Linked DNA regions of Culex pipiens: region 2 is linked to region 1. A link is a contact called in public Hi-C data. All regions are on one chromosome and are shown on one strand. Each heading gives the region's core, a stretch centred on a gene start, on an enhancer-like site or on the middle of the called end of the contact. The rest is flanking DNA. Distances are from core to core; before and after follow the strand shown. Region 1 holds the start of LOC120426403 (WD repeat and HMG-box DNA-binding protein 1). Region 2 holds the start of LOC120426208 (protein PAT1 homolog 1-like).

Evidence for each region. A called contact is a pair of places that touch in the nucleus more often than the background predicts.
Region 2: a Hi-C map of embryo shows a contact between it and region 1, with 8 times the contacts expected there. The contact joins the promoter of LOC120426208 here to the promoter of LOC120426403 in region 1. A contact is called at or near these places in 2 of 3 Hi-C or Micro-C datasets (embryo and whole body).

What each region holds. Positions count from the first base shown.
Region 1 is chr3:27,584,282-27,589,141 of TS_CPP_V2, reverse strand. It overlaps LOC120426403 (WD repeat and HMG-box DNA-binding protein 1), which reads right to left and starts at 2,515. Exons shown (of 6, transcript XM_039591163.2): 1 at 2,321-2,515; 2 at 1,332-2,263; 3 at 86-1,269; 4 at 1-28. The coding sequence starts at 2,397. It overlaps LOC120426021 (mitochondrial enolase superfamily member 1-like), which reads right to left. Exons shown (of 6, transcript XM_039590700.2): 6 at 4,823-4,860.
Region 2 is chr3:27,716,391-27,721,689 of TS_CPP_V2, reverse strand. LOC120426208 (protein PAT1 homolog 1-like) reads left to right here and starts at 2,339. Exons shown (of 3, transcript XM_039590919.2): 1 at 2,339-2,497; 2 at 2,569-3,184; 3 at 3,243-5,299. The coding sequence starts at 2,728. The coding sequence ends at 5,029.

The DNA.
Region 1 (4,860 bases), core at 1,266-3,765:
GCTGCTCCGTCTCCGAGCGGCAAGCAAGCTGAAATTGAATTTGATTACTTTTCAATCTGGATTTGCAAGTTAACTTTGAACTCACAGCGAACAGCTTGATGGCGGTCTCCTTCAGCACCGTTTCCGCTTCGTCCGACTTGATGTACACGGACCGCATCAGCACGTCCTCGAGCGCGCCCTTTTCCCCCTCGACGTCGCACAGCGGCTGCGAGAAGGTCGCATTCATCGGCAGCGGGCGCGGGTTGGTGAGGGGATATTTGGCCCCGCGGCACACGATCAGCTGCACCTGCTGGAGCGATTCCGCCACGGTCACGATGAAGAGATTGTCCGAGGCGCCGGCTTTGTACTTGTCGGCGTCGAGGATCGGGAACCACATGTTGGCGGTCGCGTGGTAGATCCGCAGGATGCCAGCGGAATCGTACGCCACCGGGGAGCCCTTGTCCGAGTAGCCAAGCCAGCAAAGTTCGGCACCCGGAGAGAGGCAGAGCGGGATGTCCCGACAGCGGAGTTTGTACTTGACACAGGTCACGATCATCAGGTTCAGCTGCTGATCTTCGTTGGCCGGCGAGCGATGGTACGCGACCAGGAAGTGATCTCCGAAGGCGGCCATTGCTACGAGAGGGCCTGGCGCGGACAGGACTTCGCGCTGAGTTCCTCGTGTGGTGAAAACCCGCAAGAATCGTTCATCAGTGGCAACCACGACGATCTTGTCCGACGCGACAACTCCAATAATTTCTTCCGTCCCCGGCATCGTACAACTCCACTCGCGATTTCCAAATGAAACCAGATTTATGCAGACCAGCTTGCTTCCCTTGTTTTCAACTTCGGAACCGCAACCCATCGCCACCACGGTTTCACTCAGTCCAGCGACCTTGTGGTTCAAATAGTTGTTCAAATGAATCCCGTGATGTTTGCTCGAGTCGTGAAACTCCACCTCAATCGAGTTTTCTTTCTCATCACTTACACTCCGGTGCGCTCGAATGATGCCCACGTGGTTGTAGCACATGTACCGATTCTCAAAGTTCACAGGCGTCGATCCGGGTTGGAAGTACTCCTGCATGCGGAACGATTTCGCCACAACCTTTGCGCTCGCGACCGACCGCGAGTCCTCGTCGTCGTGATCTTCCGCTTTCGCCTTGCCCAGCATATCCACGAGCAGGTCATCGTCCGCTTCCGGCAGCATGTACTGACTCTTGAGCTTGTTCACCGAAATTGTGTTCTCGTCATCGTCGTCGGATTCGTCCTCGACGGGTTTCTCACCTGCGACGTCTAGAAGTAAACAAAGCGTCAAAATAAGAGTGTTTCCTGTTAACAATAAAGATCTAACTTACACTTTGAATAAATGTCCTCGACGTCCATATCATTGTCCAGCTCCATGTCCCCGTTCGCTTCCCTCTCCGCCATCTCCATCAAATCATTTCCGTCATCCAGCGACTCAAAAACATCCTTCACTTCCCCAACCTGGCCCTGATCGTCGCAAATCACCAGCTCTCCGTTGTTCTTCGGATGCCACGCCAAACCAATGATTGGATGTGGTTCCGATGCAGCGACCTCCCCCTCAATTAGCTGCTCCGTCTTGTACTCCCAAATGGCAATGTCACCCTTCTCCGTTACGGCGGCCAAATAATCCCCCCGCGGAGAAAATGCACATCTGGAAAAATTTGCCGAAATTTTCGGATGTTTTAGCACCTTTCGCTGCTCCCAAGAGCTCGTGTCGACCACCACGATTCCCTGATCTTTCGGGTACGCCAGCAAATGACCCCGCGATGGTTCAAACGCCGGAGTGCCGTACAAAACGTTCCCCTCAAAGCTCTTCACCTTCCTCAGCCCACCAAACGTCTGCACCAAATCCTTCCCGTTCAGCTTCCAAATCCTAAGCTGACCATCCCCGCAGCTCGCCGCCAGCAGATCCTTCCGACTGACGTCCATACTCAGCACCGGCCCATCCAGCCCCCCCAGCTCGAACTCGTCCCCGTCGACCGGTTTCACCTTGATCGTCCCGTCCTCCGAACCCGCCGCCAGAAAGCGCTCGTTCCGCGCCAAGCTCGTCACGAACGCCGTGAACCGAAACTCGATGCCGTCCTTCTCCAGCTCCGGGTACTTGTACGCCTGGACCGTGTTCAGATCGGTCGCGACCAAAATCCGCGACCCGCTGTGCAGCACCGCCCAGATGCTCTCCGCCAGGCAGGACGTCGTGGGGTCTTCGTCGTACACCCCGTCCCAGATGCGGATGTCGCCGTCCTGGCCGATCGAGATGATACGGCTGGAATGTTGGACACAAATTAGCCCAAAGATCTTCCGAGTAATCTAAAATACTCACTCGCCATCGTCCTGGTACGTGACGCCGGTGTAGCCTATGATGTGGCCGTACCGCATGTTGGAACGCTTGAACGGCATTCTGGGGCTGTGATCGCTGGCACGATTTATCAAGAAATTGTTACAAAATCGTTAAAATTACGACAGAACTATGATAACATGAAATCGGTCCGATTTGCTTCTGGAAATGCTGGTTCAACGATTTGCGCGCCAAACCGACTCGATGACGTACTGAAACAGTTTTGTTGTGAAACGGTTTGAAACGAAACGAACTGTGGTGTAAGCTGTACAAGCAGAGATGTACAGACATTTTAGAGTGTCACAGATTTTTCGATCTTGGTTTCAGGGTTGTTACGGACGGCGCGGATCGCGCGGATGGCGCGGATGGCGCGTATCGCGCGGATCTGGCGCGGATTTGCTGGCTAATTTTACTCAGGCGCGGATTTCGCGCGGATAGCAATTTTGATAAATAAAATAATTGAGAACGATAGAATTTCTTTCAAATTACAAAGGAAAATATTATTAGGAATTAAATAAATTAATTCTTTTCGTTGAGTGCGAAAACATAAGATTCTAAGAAGTTGTTAATGATTAAAATTTTCTTCTAAAAATCATTGATTGTTTTTTTTTTTCTTAATATGAAACTTTGAAATAATCTTCAAGTAGCGATTTTTTAATGTATTGAGATTTGTTATATAAATTCAACATAACATTACAACTCATTATTTTTAAAACATCTGCCTTACAATTCAAATAAATATCAAATTTCATTAAAATCAAAAGAACAAAATTCGAAAAATTACAGAATTTTAAAAATTTGAAGCTATGAAACTTTTTAGATTTTCTATGTTTTTCAATATAAAAATTTAAATTTTTAAATTTTTGGTTTATTGAAAAAAATAAAAATTCTGTTGCCACTCTGATTCAGGTAGAATTGATTCTACTCCCAATGGAGCACCCGCAGTCGAGCAGTTTTTGACAGTTCGCTCCATAAGAAATACATTGTAGAAAAAGAAATGCTCCATTATCACAACATGACGAAATCCACTTAGAAATCTGCTAAAATCTCCGTTAAAAGCGAAATGTAATGTTAAAATTAAAAAAATAAGAAATCTGGAATTCAACAATTTGAAATTTCAGAATTTACATATTCAAATAATAAAAAAAATAGAATTCATAATTTGAAATTGTCAAAACTTACAGACTCAAAAAACGTAAAAAAGTACGAATTATTAAATTGAAAATTTACGAAAATATTACAATTGATTTTTTTGTTAATTTTTAATTTTTTAAGAAAGTTCTTAAGTTATCAAATTATTAAATTATTAAATTTTTAAATTATTTGATTATTAAATTATTAAATTTTTAAATTATTTGATTATTAAATTATTAAATTATTCAATTTTCAGATTAATAAATTATTAAATTATTAAATTATTAAATTATTAAATTATTAAATTATTAAATTATTATATTATTATATTATTAAATTATTAAATTATTAAATTTTTAAATTTTTAAATTATTGAATTATTAAATTATTAAATTATTAAATTATTTAATCATTAAATTATTAAATTATTAAATTATTAAATTATTAAATTATTAAATTCTTAAATTATTAAATTATTAAATAATTAAATTATTAAATTATTAAATTATTAAATTATTTAATTATTTAATTATTTAATTATTAAATTATTAAATTAATAAATTATTAAATTAATAAATGATTAAATTATTAAATTATTAAATTTTAAATTATTAAATTATTAATTTTTTTTTTTTGCCATTTTCTTAGTTCGGATCATTTTCAGAGTCATATTTTAGTTTAGAGAAATTTAGAGAAGAAAGTAATAGAAATTTCGTGTTTCGATTTTCCAGAGTAAAGTTTTAGCGAGATAATTCACTAAGCACTAAATACCTAAATTTTATAATTTGGTGATTTATTTTATGGCATTAATTTTTTTAAAATTTTCGAATTTATTTTTTTTCCTGAATTTGTTTTTAAAGCAACGATATTTAAAGTGTTGCAAAAAATGCTAATATTGTTTCAGAAATGGCAAAAAAGGTTCCATTTGGTACAAGTGGGATATGAATCCACAACTGATCAACGGTACTTATCCAAATGCCTTCTGTATTATTCTTTTTTCGTTTAAAATTTCATTCATTATGTTACTCTCTTCTATGTTTGTCGCGATTTTTTTTTATATGGCGCGGATTGGGTTTGGGGTCGGCGCGGATCTGGCGCGGATTTTTTCTCGACGTTTCCGTAACAACCCTGTGGTTTACAAAGCTTTCTTTTTAAATAATTAAATTTCAATATTGAAAATAATAACAATCCAAATTTATTTTAAATTTTAGCGGTATTTACATCCAAGATGTTACGTTTTATTTTATGTTGAGTTTGCATTAATATGGAGTTTTTTTTCCAGTTGATGTAAAATTACTTAAACTTTAAAACAAGGCTATAAGGGAAAGTCATCCAATAAAATAACAATACAAATATTACTAAAAAAGCAGAAAATTTAATCTCTTCAAAAA
Region 2 (5,299 bases), core at 1,090-3,589, 130 kb before region 1:
TTTTTAAAGAAAATGTACCATTTTTTTGCAATTGGGGCCTAAAATGAAGCTTAGATTGCTGATATTATTGTATACAGCGATAAAGCTTATTTTTCTGAGTACAATGACCCTTTGTACGACCACAAAGAGTTTAAAATGGATTTTTAAATCAATTTTGAAAAATTAACCTCGCGGTCCTTCTTGACAGAAAAGCTCCTACTTGACAGCTCGTTCCAAGGGGACCATAGTCGATCCATCGAAAAAATGTTGTCTTGTCAAAAAAAAATTTTTGCTTTAAAATGAAAAAAAGTAATCAGAAATGTTTTTTATTCGTGTTTTTTACCGTTGTACATAAAAATTTACATAGGGCTTTAGTACCCAATTTAAAAATACTTCCTGTAAGAAAAGTACCTTTAGAAATATATTTTTTGTTAGCCTGAATTTTCAACTGACCATGTCTCGGAAACTATTGGTTCCTAGATTGGTTCCATTTTTAAATCTACACATTTATATTGCTGATCTTTTTAAAAAAATATTATTTTTTTTCATTTAAAAAAATTTAGAAAAGGTCTACAAATATATAATTTTCCTTATTTTATAGTGTAGACTTAATTATACAATTTTTGAAATATTTTCATTGAAAAGATCAGACAATTTTGCAAAAGTTTCATCCTTTAACATTGAAAATCGGACCAATAGTTTCCAAAATAAAAATTACCGGCTAAAGGTTAGTATGCAGATCGGAAGGAAAGGGGTCAAGAAACAGCTTTACGAACAGCAGAACAAAGGAGAGGGAGTGATTTCTTGGGGCTTTTCTTCACCCTCTCTGACTTGCTTGCGCTGCCGCTGCTGCCCATTTGATTTTTTTCTTGACCGGTTCCTTCCGAAGTGCGTATACCGCTTAACACTTAGAACTCTTAGGATTCTTTGGAAGGCTGTTTCTCAGAAACAGTAAATTGGGTCCTAAAATGAAGCTTAGATTGCTGATATTATTGTTTACAGCGATAAAGCTTATTTTTCTGAGTACAATGAACCTTTGTACGACCACAAAGAGTTTAAAATGGATTTTTAAATCAATTTTAAATCATTAACCTCGCGGTCCTTCTTGACAGAAAAGTTCCTACTTGACAGCTCGTTCCAAGGGGACCATAGTTGATCCATCGAAAAAATGTTGTCTAGTCAAAAAAAAATTTTGCATTAAAATGAAGAAAAGTGATCAGAAATTGTTTTTAATCGTGTTATTTACCGTGGTACATAAAAATTGACATAGGGCTTTAGTACCCAATTGTTGGAATTTACTCAGCTTTTCAAAAATATTTTTTTCAGATGCGCTGTTCTTTCAAGAAGAACCCTTAACATATATATAAAAAAATCAAAAATACGTACAGAATGTATGCTAATTTGAACGTATTCGAATTAAAAAGCACTCAAAGATCTTAACGTGAAAACTTGCATCATTGCCATGATTTTTCGTTCGAAGATTTAAATTTTGCGTCGCTAAAAAGTTAAATAAAAATTAGATTTTTGTTCCGTGTACCCATTTTTTTCCGAAAACACAGCGAGAATTTTGGCTCGAGCCTCGAGTCGATCTAGGCTCGAATTCCTAACCTAAAACTTTGCCGAAGACACCAAATCGATCAGAAAATCTCTTCCCGAGATGCAGAATTTCATGCATTTTCATACCCAAAATTATACGGAAACCTGTATGGAAAAACTAAAAATTATGCAAAATGACTTCTTTTGGCATAAGGAATGCATGGACAAAGTTTCATCCAAATCAAAAAATGAAAATTTTAAGATTACGAAAAAAAAGTGAAAGCGTGGAAAACTATTCAGCGGCAAAAATAATACGTAATATGGAACAAAATGATGACGGTGGAAAATAATATTCATTAGTAACAACCATTAACCCCTCCGATTTTAAAGGATTCAATAACACCTCAAGTTTATTGTTAAATTTTAATCATTCGCCACTGATTCATTGATTTGCAAACATTTGAGAATAAACGCGCGTCGAAGCTAACAAATTCAAAAGTTCCCTACGCGTGTTATTTCACTTTCACCGCGTTCCCTTTGCATGCTTGTGCGCCACGCGATTGTCAGTGCTGCAAGTTGATAGTTTCTTAATTTTTCAATGATTTGTAATTTTAACCATTTTTTATGTTTCAATTCTAAACAAAACTCCAAGATCCTTCACCAAGTCCTTTCCTTATTTTAAGTTAACGGTAAAAAGTGAACGGGATACACTAATAAAATTTATGTACAAATTTTAATTTTATTTTTTTCTCTCACCACAAACATTATAAATTCCCACCGGATCTGCCATCACTGGTCGGCACTGTCATCTTGCTGTCATCGCCGTCGCGCCGCTCGCGGGCCGCGTAAACGTCAAACGTCGTCGTCGTCGGAATTTCGTAGCATTGCTCCATCTCATCGCTAATTGTTTTTCTTTTTGGTGCGCGCACCCGCGATTCCCTGTTTGTTTTTCCGTTTTTAATCCGTGGCCGCGCCACCAAGGGTGAGTTTGGCCGGGGTCCGGCGGTAGTTTCCTCGCGGGGCGATGGTTTTGATGTGGAATTTCTCTTCTAGCTGCCGTGTGGTGTTGTGGTTTCGACGACGAAAGTGCCAAAAGGTTGTGTCTTGCGGAGGAGGACGGAGTGGCCACTTGGCGGCGGTTTGTAAACAAAGCGGTTGGGCGCAATTTGTCCGCGCTGGTTGGGATTCGGGACCGAGGACGCTGCTGCCACAATGACGGATTCCTTCTTTGGGTTCGACACGCATCTTCCGGTGGAGGATGACGGAGGCGGGGGGATTGGGGGCGGTCCGGATGATTCGGAGGAGGAGTACGATGCGCTGAACGATGAGACGTTTGGGCAGGCACGGGAGGGGGACTGGGAGGAGCTGCATGAGGATATGGTTCGGTTGGATCAGCGGGAGGGCGGAGATGGCGATTCGGGGCCGGATTCGGACTTGGATATGAACTTTTCCAGCGTTCGGATTGATAATTTGGAGCTGGACGATGATAACGAGTCGGAGGCGAGATTGCAGCTGGATCCGAGCGTGTGGACGATGCCGAGCAAGCCGGAGACGCCGCGGCCGCAGTTGCCACATCCGGCGATGCAGCAGCAGCAGCACCATCCGCAGAGTTCGTTGATGGCGGCGATGCAGCAGCAGCAGCACCATCAGAGGATAGGCGGGGGACCAGGTAAGGGTGGGGAGATTTTGTGAGAGAGGGAATTTGTTAACATTTTTGCTTGTTTTAGGTGGTCCCTTTGTCGGTCTTCCGCCCAACTTTCCGCTGCCGAACCCGGCCCAGATGCGCATCTGTTCGGTGGAGGAGATCGAGCAGAACATGATCAAGCAGCAGGCGCAGCACTCGATGCCGCCGGAAGTTCCCCAGCAGCTGCCGCCGTTTCATCCGGGCATGGGACTGCCCCGTCCGCCGCCCGGATTTCCCGGCATGATGAATCACCAGCCGCCGTTGACGATTCCGGTGAACTTTCCGCCGCCGTTGAACATGGTTCCCCCGTTGCCACCGTTGCACCTGCTCCAGACGAACGTTCCGCCGCCGTTTTCGATGAATGTTCCGCCGCCAAACTTCCCGGGAGGAGAGAGCCACGCGAATTTCAACCAACGGCTGGTTCAGGAGATTCAGCAAAACCATCCGATGCTGAACCAGCACCGTCAGCAGCAGCATCAGCAGGGCCAGAATCGCTACCAGCAGCACAATAATCGGCAAAATTACCACCAGAACCAGCAGCAGATGCAGCATCACCGGGGCAAGCTGAACAGGTCTGGCGAGTACGACGAGTACGCGAACCTGATGAGCGAACGGGACAAGCAGTGGCTGCTGGGGATTCAGCTGTCGCAGCTGAACAAGGACACGCCTTACTACAACGATTACTACTTTTGCGTGTTTCGCGACCGGAAGGAGCGCCAGAAGGGCGAAAACGAGCGGGAAAGCAAAGCGCACAAGGACAACACGTTCTACCATCCGTTTTCGCAGCAGATGCTCCAGCGGAACGGGTTGATGGGCCGCGAGCGGCGCAACTCGGAAAAGAGCGGAGCGGACATAAAGGAGGTGCCGGCGCGAAACTACACGCCGTTGCAGTTTGAAAACTCGCTCGGGAAGCTACAGTGTGGCAGCGTGACCGCGCCGAGGAAGATCATCGACCAGGACGTGGTGGCGGAGACGGGCACGAACAGCGGAATTCCGCTCAGCTCAGAGGTGCTGTCCCAGCGGAAGTCGCGTCAGATTCTGTTGCATGTTGAGAGTCTGTACAAGGTTCTGCTGAAGCTGGAAGATTTGGCCAACCCACTGGCGATCGAGGCGAAGCAACTGTTGAAGGAAAAGAAGGAACGTGAACGACTGATGGCGCTGGAACGGGGTCAACAGGTTGACGAACAAAACAACCTCACGGCGGCAAATGGCACGGATGGGGAGGAGGAAACGTTCCACTCGCTGCTGGAGAAACTGGTGAGCGGACTGACCCCGGACGGAGTCCTGCTCGTGATGTCGGTTCGCAAGGGAAAGATTCTGCTGAAACGCATCCAAGCGGTCCTCAAGGACGTGCCCTTCCGTTGGATCCTCTGGTGCACGATCCTCGCCTCCCTGGCCGCCCTTCCCAAGCGAGAGCGCGACGACCCGGAAGAGCTGCTCAGTCCGCTGTTTGCCCAGTTCGAGAGCCACGTCAAATACTCATCCATCGGCGAACTTCTCCCGCTGCTCGATACCTTCCTCAACTCGGACAAGCTATTTCCCCTCGTGTCCAAGTGTCGCTTCCTGCTGACCACCGTGCTGACCCTGGTCGACCGAATGGAACACCTGCACGACGCCCTGACACCGGAAGTGGCTGACCGATGGAAGGCATTCCTGCGCGAGCTTTCGCGAGCCGTGTCCGGCGTTGGCGTCGGTCCACAGAAGGTGCTCCTGAAGCTGGACCCGGACTGTAAAATTCTCGGCACCCTGCGGAACCACTTCCAGCGGCACCCGAGCTTAGACCTGGAGCTGAAGCTGCTCGCGCTCGTCTCCGTCGGGGACAAAAAGTAGAGCCGGGGTCAGGTAAATTGTGTTTATTTTCTTTGTTTATCATTTCTCTTCTATCGTGTAAAAATTTCCGGAAACTGCTTCGCGTTACTAACCCTAGACACTATTCTAACTCTATCCTATATATTCTATCAAGCCCTATTGTAACGGTTTACTTCAAGCGGACAGTGATGATGTGTGTAGACGAGAGACCTTTTTTTTTAGAGAACTGAAAATAGTAACTTTCAAAGTTTAGGTAGATAATAACAACATTAAATAATCCCATGAACACAT